Linked DNA regions of Mus musculus: region 2 is linked to region 1. The links are chromatin contacts, called in public HiChIP or PLAC-seq maps. All regions are on one chromosome and are shown on one strand. The core of a region is the stretch at or near the end of the contact, and the rest is flanking DNA. Distances in the headings are between cores, read along the strand shown. Region 1 holds the start of Platr5 (pluripotency associated transcript 5). Region 2 holds the start of 1700067G17Rik (RIKEN cDNA 1700067G17 gene).

The links. HiChIP or PLAC-seq counts read pairs in DNA pulled down with a chosen protein or histone mark.
Region 2: an H3K27ac HiChIP or PLAC-seq map of embryonic stem cells shows a contact between it and region 1, with 8 times the contacts expected there. The contact joins the promoter of 1700067G17Rik here to the promoter of Platr5 in region 1. A contact is called at or near these places in 3 of 39 promoter capture datasets (the 3T3-L1 cell line, embryonic stem cells and liver), 1 of 15 datasets of contacts at CTCF or cohesin (embryonic stem cells), 10 of 484 Hi-C or Micro-C datasets (the AML12 cell line, the AtT-20 cell line, cerebellum and 4 more), 5 of 115 datasets of contacts at active chromatin or transcription factors (embryonic basal ganglia, embryonic stem cells and fibro-adipogenic progenitors) and 1 of 9 other capture datasets (embryonic stem cells).

The regions. Positions count from the first base shown.
Region 1 is chr1:88,752,341-88,757,974 of GRCm38.p6, forward strand. It overlaps Platr5 (pluripotency associated transcript 5), which reads left to right and starts at 2,550. Exons shown (of 3, transcript NR_040493.1): 1 at 2,550-2,618; 2 at 2,744-2,950; 3 at 3,194-3,393.
Region 2 is chr1:89,013,283-89,018,931 of GRCm38.p6, forward strand. 1700067G17Rik (RIKEN cDNA 1700067G17 gene) reads left to right here and starts at 2,831. Exons shown (of 3, transcript NR_040471.1): 1 at 2,831-3,090; 2 at 3,264-3,367. It overlaps Gm34194 (a long non-coding RNA gene), which reads right to left and starts at 2,896. Exons shown (of 9, transcript XR_003947921.1): 1 at 2,691-2,896.

The DNA.
Region 1 (5,634 bases), core at 1,300-3,799:
TGCACACAAAGCAGATGTAAAAGTCAGTGGCCTGGGTTGGGTTTTTTTGTTTTTGTTTTTCTGGCTTTATATGAATAGCAAATTACAGTTGTCAGAATATCCACAGGGGGGCTCTCCTGACTTCTAAATGCAGAGGGGCTCACAGTAATTGCGGGGCGGAGGGGAAGTGAACTGAACTTCCACAGTGTAAATAACATTTCAATAAATCTCAATAAGTCTTGAGGACTGGCAGAGTGCTGCATCTGCCGGGTTAGGGTTAGCACCGGCTCTGTGAGGCCATCTGCATCCGTGGGAGGGGGAGGGGGGTCTGCACAGAGTGCTGAATGCTGTTCTGCAAGTCTGTAGAAGAGAATGGGGCTGATTATATTTAAATCAATGAGTAGGGCCAGCATCTTGGTTTTTGAATAACTTATTTTATTCTGAAAATTAAAATATAATTACATAATTTATCCCTCCTTCAGCCATCCTCATTCTTCACTCTCAAATTCATAGCCCTTTTCTTGAAATATTACTGATGTGTGTGTGTGTGTGTGTGCATAAATATATAAATTCATCCAGCTGTGCTCATTCAATGTCAGTTGTGTGAATATGATTTTAGGACTGACCATATCACACTGGATAACCAGTTGGGGGCTCATCACCGAGGAAAACTAATTTCCCTTCTCTATCAGGCGTTAGCTGCATGTAGCACTTACCTAGGGGTGGGGCCCTGTAACATGCCCCCTTTCTATGCTGGTATGGCTGTTGGCACTATACTTATTCACGTCTTGTTTAGGCAGCCATACTATTGAGGTATCATGCGTGAAGCTTCCCTATCAGTTCTAGGAGACATAATCGTCGTCGTCGTCATCCCCCCCCCTGCAGAATTCTTAGCCCTCTGGTTCTTAACAATCTTTCTGCCCCCTCTTCTACAATGTTCCGCAGGCACAGGAGTTATGCTGTAGATGTAGCCATCGGCTCGGGGTTACCCACAATGGATTAGTTGTTCTCTGCATTTTGACTAGTTGTGACTTTATGCAATGGTCTCTGTCTGCTGCCAAGAGAGGCTTCTTGGATGAGGAGGGGTGAGAACTTATCCGTGGGTATAAGGGTAAGCATTTAGGAATTATACCGGTTTAGTGTTTTATTTCTTAATTCTGCTTTAACTTAAGCTGGCTAAGAACAGCCACAATCATCTGAGAAATCTCTCTCTCTCTCTCTCTCTCTCTCTCTCTCTTGCAGTCATGGCTCATGGCTGTTAATAGCAACCATAACTTTTCCATCTCGAGAGTTTTACCAATAACAAGATGTCAGACTTCTGGGAGCAATAAAAACCAACAGATTCGGTGAGGATGCTCCCAACTGCTTCTCCTGGGTGCTTCTTCATTTTCACAAGACACACCCCAGCAAGGCCAAACTTGCCCAGGATGGATCAGCCTTCAGAAATTAGGGGGTGCTGGGGAGAGGGCTTAGGGGTAAAGAAGTTTTCTTGGTCTTCAGCCCTAGAGCTCACGCAAAAGCCAGGGTGGGGGCCTGTGCTTGCAATCCTAACACTGTAGAGGCAGAGACAAGCTGATCCTGGACCCTCCTTGGCCAGCAAGCCTAACACCTGGTGGGTTCCAGGCCAGTAAGAGACCCTGTCTCACAAGTGTGATGAATGGTGCTTGAGAAATGACATCCAGGGCTGATTCTCTGACCTTAAATGGATATCATATAGCTGTGTGTGTGTGTGTGTGTGTGTGTGTGTGTGTGTGTGTGTGTGTGTGTGTGAGTGGGGAAGTGGGTGAGCAGAGACAGTCCTTGCAAAACAAGTGGGGATCAGAAAGTAAATTATGTCCTTAATTACACTTGGAAATATTTAGTCAGGTGTGTTAGTACACACCTTTAATGCCAGCACTTGGGAGGCAGATGTAAGGGCATCTAAGTGAGTTTGAGGCCATCCTGGTCTACAGAGTGAGTTCTGGGGTAGCCAGAGCTACATAATAAAGAGATTCTGTCTCAACAAAAACCCAACCAACCAACCAAACAAACAATTGGAAATTGTTTTTAAATTGTTTATTAAAGAAGAAAATCACATCCCACTTTCCATAGCTACTCAAGAACCCAACACAAACACATACCCAACAGAGAACCTAAGCTCAGACAGCATGAGCAGCCGTGCCTTGGCAAGCTGGGCAGGAACGTTCATTCACACAGAGATGCTCTAGGGACTTAATCAGTATCCCAGGCCTTGTGCAGAATGCACACCTTGATGCCTTCCCCCACGGCCCTGCAGATTTGCCAGACTAGAATTCCACCTTCAGTTCATCTGCTGGGCTCTAACTCACCAGAGACTCTATTTCCAGGTGAATTGTGTGACTTGACTATTCCTCTCAGAACCTGGCAGGTATCCTTCAGGGCCGGCAAGGGTGAGGTTCTCCCCCAAACTCTTTATAAAGTATCTATTTTGATGTTCTCCTGGAGGGTCACTGTGGTGGTTTGAATATGCTTAACCCAGGGAGTGGTGCTATTGGGAGGTGTGGTCTTGTTGCAGTAGGTGTGGCCTTATTGGAGGAAGTGAGTCACTGTGAGGGTGGGCTTTGAAACCCTCCTGCTAGCCACATGGCATCCAGTCGGCTCCTGGATTCCTTTGGATGAAGGTGTAGTAGAACTCTCAGCTCCTCCTGCACCATGCCTGCTTGGAAGCTGCCATGCTTTCCGCCTTGATGATACTGGACTGAACCTTTGAACCTGTAAGCCAGCCCCAATTAAATGTTCTTTTTAGGAGTTGCCTTGGTCATGGTGTCTGTTCACAGCAGTGGAAACCCTAATTCAGACAGTAACCTAGCAGCCTCCCCTGACTCTAAACAACATGATGGGCTGACAGATAATGTCTTTCTCGCTGGAGGTCTTGGCCACCCCCAAACCCAGCTGAAGAGGGAATTGGTCTGGAGCAAAGCCTGTGAGCCAAAGGTGTGTGTGCTGATCCGAGGTAAGAGGAAATAAACATGGAGCCATGTTTTTCTTTTCTCCCAGACGGGTAAGAGAGAGTCTAGGCTCAGTCCTAAGCCAGGCATGGCCGCCAGCCACCATAATTCCCAGGCTGAACCATGGAAAAGTAAATCTTATGCCCCAGTCCAGCTAATTCTTAATAAAAAGGGAGGAACTGTGCCCTCCCTTAGCCTTGTGTGGGCTGAATCAGACCTTGTCTGCCACAGTTGGTTATCTCCCCTAGGATGGAGTCTTCTGACCGAGGTGAAGTCTATTGTCCTGCCACATCTGCAGCTTCCTGCAAGAAGCCACCACCTGCTGAGCAGCTGAGCTTGCTTTCCTGACGAGATGCTGACAAAGCAGGAAGGAGATCCTGGCAAAGAGGGGGATGGATTTCCCCCCCTTTAAAAATTCAGACTCAAGAATTAAAGTTGAACCTTGATCAGAGAACTTGGTCTTGGCTCCTTATTTCTCTTGCTGTCCTTCCCATCCATCGCCAGCTTTCTTTTCAGGAACCCAGTACCCCGTGGCTGCTGTCGGCTACAGTCTCACTCTCTCCATCCTCCTTGGGAGATTCATCTTGTCCCTGTTTCCTAAGCCCCTGTAAGAAGTAGTTGTAAATTTTCTTACAAACCTAATTTTCTGCCCGGAGATCATAGCAACTTATCTGTTTCTCAGTCCTGCCTGTTTTAAAATCAGCTTTCCCCAATACTCCTGTGGTTCCAATCTGTGGGCAGTAATTTGACACTAACCACAAAGAGCCAGTGTCCCTCTCCCCCACCCCCGCCCCCATGATAAACTTATATCTCAGGAAAAAATAAACAAACAAAAGCAAAACAAAACAAAAAAAAAACCCAAACTTTACATGGTCAAAGAGTTACATAACATTTAATTATCAACTTTCTTGAAATTAAGAGAGGAGCTGTTGGAAAGCGAGCTACCGGCCAGCAGGAGTGATGACTATTGGCTCAGGAGGGTTAACTGCTGAGCCAGACACTGCTTTCAATGCCTTTTGGTGGGCAAAATAAAGATAGTTCTCAGTAGCTACCTTCAGTGAGAAATGAAGACAGACCTGTGCTCAAGGCACAGAAAAGGAAGACAGAACTAACTCTCCACAATCTTATCTATCCTCAGGAGAGGGGACATGGCAGAGCTGGGGTGTGGGGATTTCAGGGCCAGGTCCCACTCTAACCATTTGGCCGCATGATATGTTTGCTGTGCAGGATGTGTGAAAGCCAGAGGCAGAGGTACTTGTCACTGTCGTCAGGAAAAAAATCTACCAAAGACAGAAAAATTATCTGGAGGCTCCAGCGCACTTGCCCTGCTTCAGACACAAACATAATCAGTTACTCCCGCTATTGTGTCCAAAATGATACCGGGATGTATATGTCTTAATTCTCAGAAAATTAAGCATTCGACTGTTGAAGCCACATGACTTCTCTCACACAAATTAGATTTCCTCCACCCCAGGGATTCTGACCCATAGCGTTGTCACTTCCGCCAGGGCCACAAGGGGGTGCTGTGGACGACCAGCCCGAGTTGATGGAAGGAGGCCCATTCACTTCCCCTGTAGGAGCCAGAGCCACACTGTGACATTTCAGTCAGTTTAACACCACTCAGCAACATTTCCAACCACTCTGAGGGTGTGAGCCTCCGGGCTCCACTGAGTATAAAAGCTCCCCTCAAAAGGGACATGAGAGCCAAACATGTGTTCCTAATGGGCACACCAGGGGTGACAAGGGCTCTATTCCATTGCTAGGACAACCCTGCTCCCGGGCTGGCGAACCAGGCCCACCCATCAGTCCATCCATCCCATGGTTCACTACAACTCCAGGCGAAGCCTCATCGGGTGCTAGTAAAAAGAAATCTCTATGCTTTCCTTGGAAGAATAAGTCAAGTCCCTCTCCACTGCCGGTTACATTGCTCTTCACTGGATTGTGTGCGGCTAAGGCTAAAAGGAAGACTCCATCCGCCAAGGCCCACAGTGAGAGAGTGCGCTCCACTTCCTGAAGAGTGGGAGGTGTTTGGCTGCAGTCTCCAGCGGGTTTCAGAATCCTGTCTAACCATCCGTTTTCATTACAAACCCCCTCCTTTGAGTCAGAGAAATTACAGCTCACAGACTTGGCTAATTTACATGCTTCCCAATTATATACCTTGATGCAAACAAGAGAATTCAAGCGTTTAGTAGCAACAATGGCTGAAGACTGGAATAAGCCAAGCCCCTTAATCATCATCAGGGGGATTCTGACTTGTAGGCTGACACAAACAAAGGAAGACGTCCAGGCTGGGTGGTTGGAGCTGGAAGTCTTTGGAATCTTTTTTCTTTTCTTTTCCTCTTTTCTTTCTGTTTTTCCCACATTCTTGGAGCTAGCAAGGCATACAAACAAATACAAAATCCAAGCAGCAAAATGTATTTGGTTGCTCACTGGAAATCCTAAATGCTCCACAGAATGGAGGGTTTTTTTGTTTTCTTGGCAGTTTCTCTGTTCCCAGACCTTTAATCCTGAAGATTCTGGGATCTGGAGGCAAAGGGATGTTTTGCTGTTTGGGGCTGACTGAGTTACAGGGGCAGAAGAGAGAGTGTGATTGACACAACAAACACCCACTGTGATCCCTCCCTCCCCAGCCCAGGCCAGCTGTATCCAATCTGGGAAGCTGGGGTGGACTCTTGCCACTTCTCAGGCA
Region 2 (5,649 bases), core at 1,581-4,080, 260 kb after region 1:
CGAGTCAAAGACACTTCTCAGAAAAAGCAGAAATGCTTGCCAGACTCACTAGGGTAAGTATTTCTGCCTTGTCAATGGCAAGATTTTGGAAATACAGAACAGCTTCACAACCAAGACCATCAAACTTTGTTTGAAGACTGAAGCCTAGCTCTTGAGTAGCTGCTTTAGGGACAGGGCAGGAGAAGAGAGAGGGGAGGGACACACACTCCATCTCACGAAACTCGGAGCAGTGCAAAAAACTGATGTCACATCTTCTACTTCTTTTTCTGTTTCTTATTGGGATGCTAGAGACCAAGCCTCGGGTCTCCCGGACATTAAGCGGCACTACCCTACACCTCAGCTCTCTTTTGACTTTTTCTGGTTCTTAGTCAAGATCTCAGAAAGCTGCCCCAGTTGCCTTCAAATTCCTGGTACATTCAGCCCAGGCAGGCCTTGAACTTGTGATCTTCCTACATCAGCCTCTAAAGTGGCTGAGATGTCAGGTCTCTATCCCAAGGCCTAGCTCTTAACTCCTTATTATAGATAAGGAAAGTGAGGCTCAAAGAGGTCCCATACCTTGCCCAAGGTCACCCCAAGCAGTAGAATCAAGATTCAATATTGCGTGTAGACTATGCTAACCGTTTCCTAAGGCCTTTTCAGTGGGACCAGTTACCAGAAGCAGAATCCCAGAATCCCAGCCTCTGGCTATGTGAACTCGCGGGTGACCTAGAAAATGGAGTACCATGCCAGAGAGAAAAGAAGGCCCCATGAAAGAAACAACAGAAGCCTATCCTCAGAAATGGCCCCCGCTCAGCCCTCAAAGCACCTGATTGGCTCTCCATTCCTCTGATAACTATGATGCCTGAGGAGGCTCATCCCAGAGGCATTAGGACTTCCAAAGCCAGCCAGGGTGAAAAAGGAAGCAGATACAGGGCCCAGGCCACAGTGGAAGAGAGGGCAGCCTCAAAGTAGGTGTCTTTTGTGTTCTGAGAACGGTGGAGTTACATTGGATTCATGGATAGAATATGGCAGAAAGTGTCTTCGGGGAGGAACAGGGTGGGAGGTATTATGTGACTTTTTCTGTTCATGTGGGGAGACATGAACCCCAGGTAGGGTACCATCGACAGAGCAGAGAAGCAATTCCACCCAAGCTTTAGGTGGGTGAACCAGTGGGCTTCCTGTGCTTTACTTACAAGAGCATGCTCCTTATAGAAGCATAGATGACTCAAAGCCAGCCCCAGCACGGGACTCGCCAGAGGGGCATCTTTGGAACGCCATGTACAGCTCTGGCTCCTGCAAAGAGTCTCCTCTCTCAAGCAATTTCTAATAGTATATTGCCCCGGGGAGAGCCTTATGAGTCCTGTAACTTTCTCTCTCCATCTAGGAGAGGGTGCATTGAAAGGTCTTTCCTTCAAAGAGAGGGTGCAATTGGGAGGTGACACCTACTACACAAATGGAATCAAGTCAGAATAGAGGTGAGGCCAGGGGACCCAATGTGGTATTCAGAAAATCAGAGCCTAAATCAGAGATTAGCACGCTCTGTAGACAGAGTGGGGGACTGGGCACTGGACTAAAATTAACAGGCAGAGGAGAGCACCTGGCAGGAAGCCCCCACTCCAAGACACCTTTAGCATAGCCAAAATTACCTCAAAAACACAGAGGATCTCCCTAGCACTGCGCCTGGTCAGCCAGACAAGGTCAGACAGGCATCCCAGAAAACATGTGGAAAACACTGACCAATCAGCACCGACTGGAGGAGAAACAAGAAAAATAAGTTGAAATCTACCATAACCAGAAAACACACTAAGGATCTAGCAATAACAATAGAGGTGCTTTATTAAGAAAATATGTTTCTCCTGGCTGTGAGTTCAGGATATGATGATCTAGGGAGGGTTGTATCAGGGAATAAAATGGAAACCAGAAGAGGAGACCTGGTATGGACCTTCAGCCTATGGGCAAACACAGTTGAGTGCACACCTCATGTATATACCATATACAGACACACATAAAATCAAATTGAAAGGTTTAATTAGATTCCATATATAAAAACGAAGTGAAGGCAAAAGCTTAATTCTCAGGCACAGACAGACTCTCTGGAGGATAGGGAGGAAATAGTTAAAGGAGGGGGGTTGGAGGGGAAGACAGCAGGTAAACAGGCTATTGTATGCTCTGAAAACGCCTTCTCAGCCATCACACACCTGCTCAGGATCAGCACAGGCAGCCGTTAAACTTGGACCATTTTGGAGAGAAACACAAGGGAGCCAACTACCGTCCCCTCCCAGACCTCCAATTAAGCGTGGCATCTGCTGAGTCATGAGGTCAGAGCACTCCTCCAAGCAAAAGTGCAGACACCGCCCAAAGTACCTGCGTGCCTGGGAGCTGTGGAAACTAGGAGAGGCACGGGGCGGTTTCTGTGACCAAGCCTGGGCAGGATATAAAAACTCAGCACAGAAGCAGGTCTAACGCGCAGGCAAGGAAGCTTCTGGAAGCCGGATAGGAAAGACATTTCTCCGAGTTGCATTAAGGAAAAACCAACCCCTACCCTCACCCTTGCCCCTGTCTGTCTCTGTCTCTCTAATTTCTGACAATAAAACATTTTCTCTGATTCGACAAGTTTTCTCCCTTCTTTACAGTTCTGCCTGGCTTTCTTTTGCTATGATAAAAACCAAAACTAAAAGCAACTTGGAAGTGAAAGGGTCTGTTCCCCTTACCTCTCTGCGGTTCCCAGTTTTGCTTCTGATTTCAAAGCGGTTACTCCACCCCCAACCTGAAACTCAGTGTTCCGATGTTCCTTCTCTGTTCCTGAATAAGGAAGCCTCGTGGTGCCAAGTCTAGGTGTGGACTCTTAACTGAGGCCATTTTGTTCTAGTGACCCTGGAGGGCGAACTCCATCTTTAACTCAAAAAACATCTGTCTTTCTTCGTCTCCCTTTTGGTTTCGACCTCCTGAAGTGCACGAGGTCTCCCCCTCTCCGGGCTGCTCACACCTCTTCCCTTCCTTTCCCCTCCATCTCTTTTTCAGACCATTGGCTTCTATCTCAGTAGCGGGGATGTTTCTCAGGCTCCTGGTCTACTCAGCCAGCAGCGCTCCATTTCTTCAGCATCAGATATGGTACTCACTGCCTTCCCATGCCCACGGTCCTCAACTCCAGCTCCTTGGCGGCTTTCCCACTCAGGAACCCTCTGTGGGTTCCCTCCCCTCCTCAGCAAACACTCTTGTTTTTTGTTTTTTGTTTTTTGTTTTTTCTGAAATTGCAGGTGACTTTCTATCCCTAATTCTTAGAGGCAGCAGGCTCTGGTGGTTCACTGTCAAGAAACTAGATGGATTCTGACACATGTGATCTAAGTTCCTTCCTTTAAGTGCCTTCTGGACTCCGTGAAATTTAAAGGCAAGTAAAACAAATAAATTTTCCCAGGCCACCTCAGACATATGTATCCTGTAGAGACCAGTGAGGGAGATGGAGCCTCGCTATAGTGACCCAGGGCATCGTCTAATAGAGATTTTTTGTGCTGGATTTCTTCTCACGCCCACAGCCAGCGCTAGAACACAATAACCAAAATATCTTGATTCATCCAAAAATAATCTTCACCTCAAAAGCCATTTTTAATTGGCAGATAAAATTGTATAAATTATCATGTACTGCATGCCATTCCAAAGTATATACACATTGTGCAATGAATAATTTGGTTAATTAATGTATGTGTTGTTTTGCATAGTTAGTATTTGAAGTGAGACTATATAAACTCTTAGCATTTTCTGAGAACATAATATGTATATTAACTATTACTATACTGGTGCTGTAGCGTGTGGTAAGTCTCTTGAAGTTACTCTTTATGTCCAATCATGTTTGTCTTCCTCCACTGACACTCCCCAAAGTTCCTCCTTCAACAATCCAGTCACCGTTCTACTCTTTCTCTGTCTCTCTCTGTCTCTGTCTCTCTCTATATGTGTGTGCATGTGCGTGTGTGTGTGTGTGTGTGTGTGTATTGAACTCATATTTTTTAGATTCCACACATCACTGAGGTCATGATGTATTTGCCTTTCTTTGTCTAACCTCTTCATATACCATAATGTCAGGTTCATTTAAATTGTCTCAAATGTTAGGATTGCCTTTCTTAGGGCTGAATAGTATATTCAATTGTGTATATATGTCCTGTTTTCCTTATGCATATTGCATTGATGGACACAGGTTGGTTGCACAACCAGTGTGAATAGTGAACAGTACTGCAGTGACCTCTCTCTCTCTCTCTCTCTCTCTCTCTTTCTCTCTCTCTCTCTTTCTCTCTCTCTCTGGGTGTGTGTGTGTCTGTGTGTGTGTGTGTGTGTTATTAATAGATGATATGATGGTTCTATATTTCGTTTTCTAGGGATAATTTCCCAATGCAAAATTATCTTAACTTATGAAAAGCAACTAATGAATATAATACTATGTTTCTTTACTGTAAGGGAAAGACCTGCACACTTTTGTATAAGTTGCTTTTTCTGTTTTCATCTGATGTCATATGTCCTAGTCAACTTTAATTGTCCAAACTTGACATAGCCTAGAGTCACCAGAGGTAGGAGACTCAACTGTTCCAATCAGGGATATTGTACTTGCTTGCAAGCATATCTGTGGAGGATTGTCTTGATTGCTAATTGGCTCACTGTGGGTAGCACCATTCCCTAGGCAGATGGTCCTGGGCTGTACAAGAAAGCTAGCTAAGCACAGCCTGCTGATGAACCAGCAAGCAGCAGCCCTCCATGGTTTCTGCTTCAAGTTCATGCTTGAGTTCTCACCCTGACTTCCTTTAATGATGGACTGAGGTCTGGAAATGTAAGTCGAATAAAACCTTCCTACTCTAAGCTGCTAAAGAATGCAACTAAAACAGCATATACAGTATGCCTTATATCCCTTACCATTTCATAGTGTGCCGCCCTTTGTCACAGGTACACCACTCTGTCAGAACCCACCAATTCCAAAGACCCATCTCATACTGACAACCAAAAGCTTTCTCAAGGCGAGTTTCTGGGTTGATTGGTGGGTTTAACATCAGTTTCGTTTGCATTGTGCTTGCAAAGATCCATCATTATCTCAATAGTGTCTTAAATATCCTTGAAACACAAATTAAGAATTTTATTTAAAAAATGCTTCGGAGATGCTTATTTGCCTAAATAAACTTTTTAAAGAAAAAGATGTACTTATTTATTTTATGTAGCTGTCTTCAGACACACCAGAACATGACATCAGATCCCCTTACAGATGGTTGTGGTTGCTGAGAATTGAACTCAGGACCTCTGGAAGAGCAGTCAGTGCTCTTAACTGTTGAGCCATCTCTCCTGCCCAACTTTCATTGTTTATTGATTTATTTAATACTGCCAAGAGAACTCACCTTGAAATGTAAGGGATTTATGGCAGGACCTTCCATTTTCTATATGTTCCTACTATCTGCTTTTTGCAACTAAGTATAATGTTAGTATAATTTTAATTAATAGCCATAAGAAAATATTACTACAATGAGGTCCTCATGATAACCAACAAGTCTGTCTCTGAAATATGGAGAAATTACATGATAGGGTGAACTGTGAGTTTAAATTACAGGGTGAATGGCATGTGCTTGGAATATACTAGCTCACAAAGGTGGAGAATCTTAAGAGCTTTGACCTTCTGTATGTGGCTGCTCGGTAGACCAG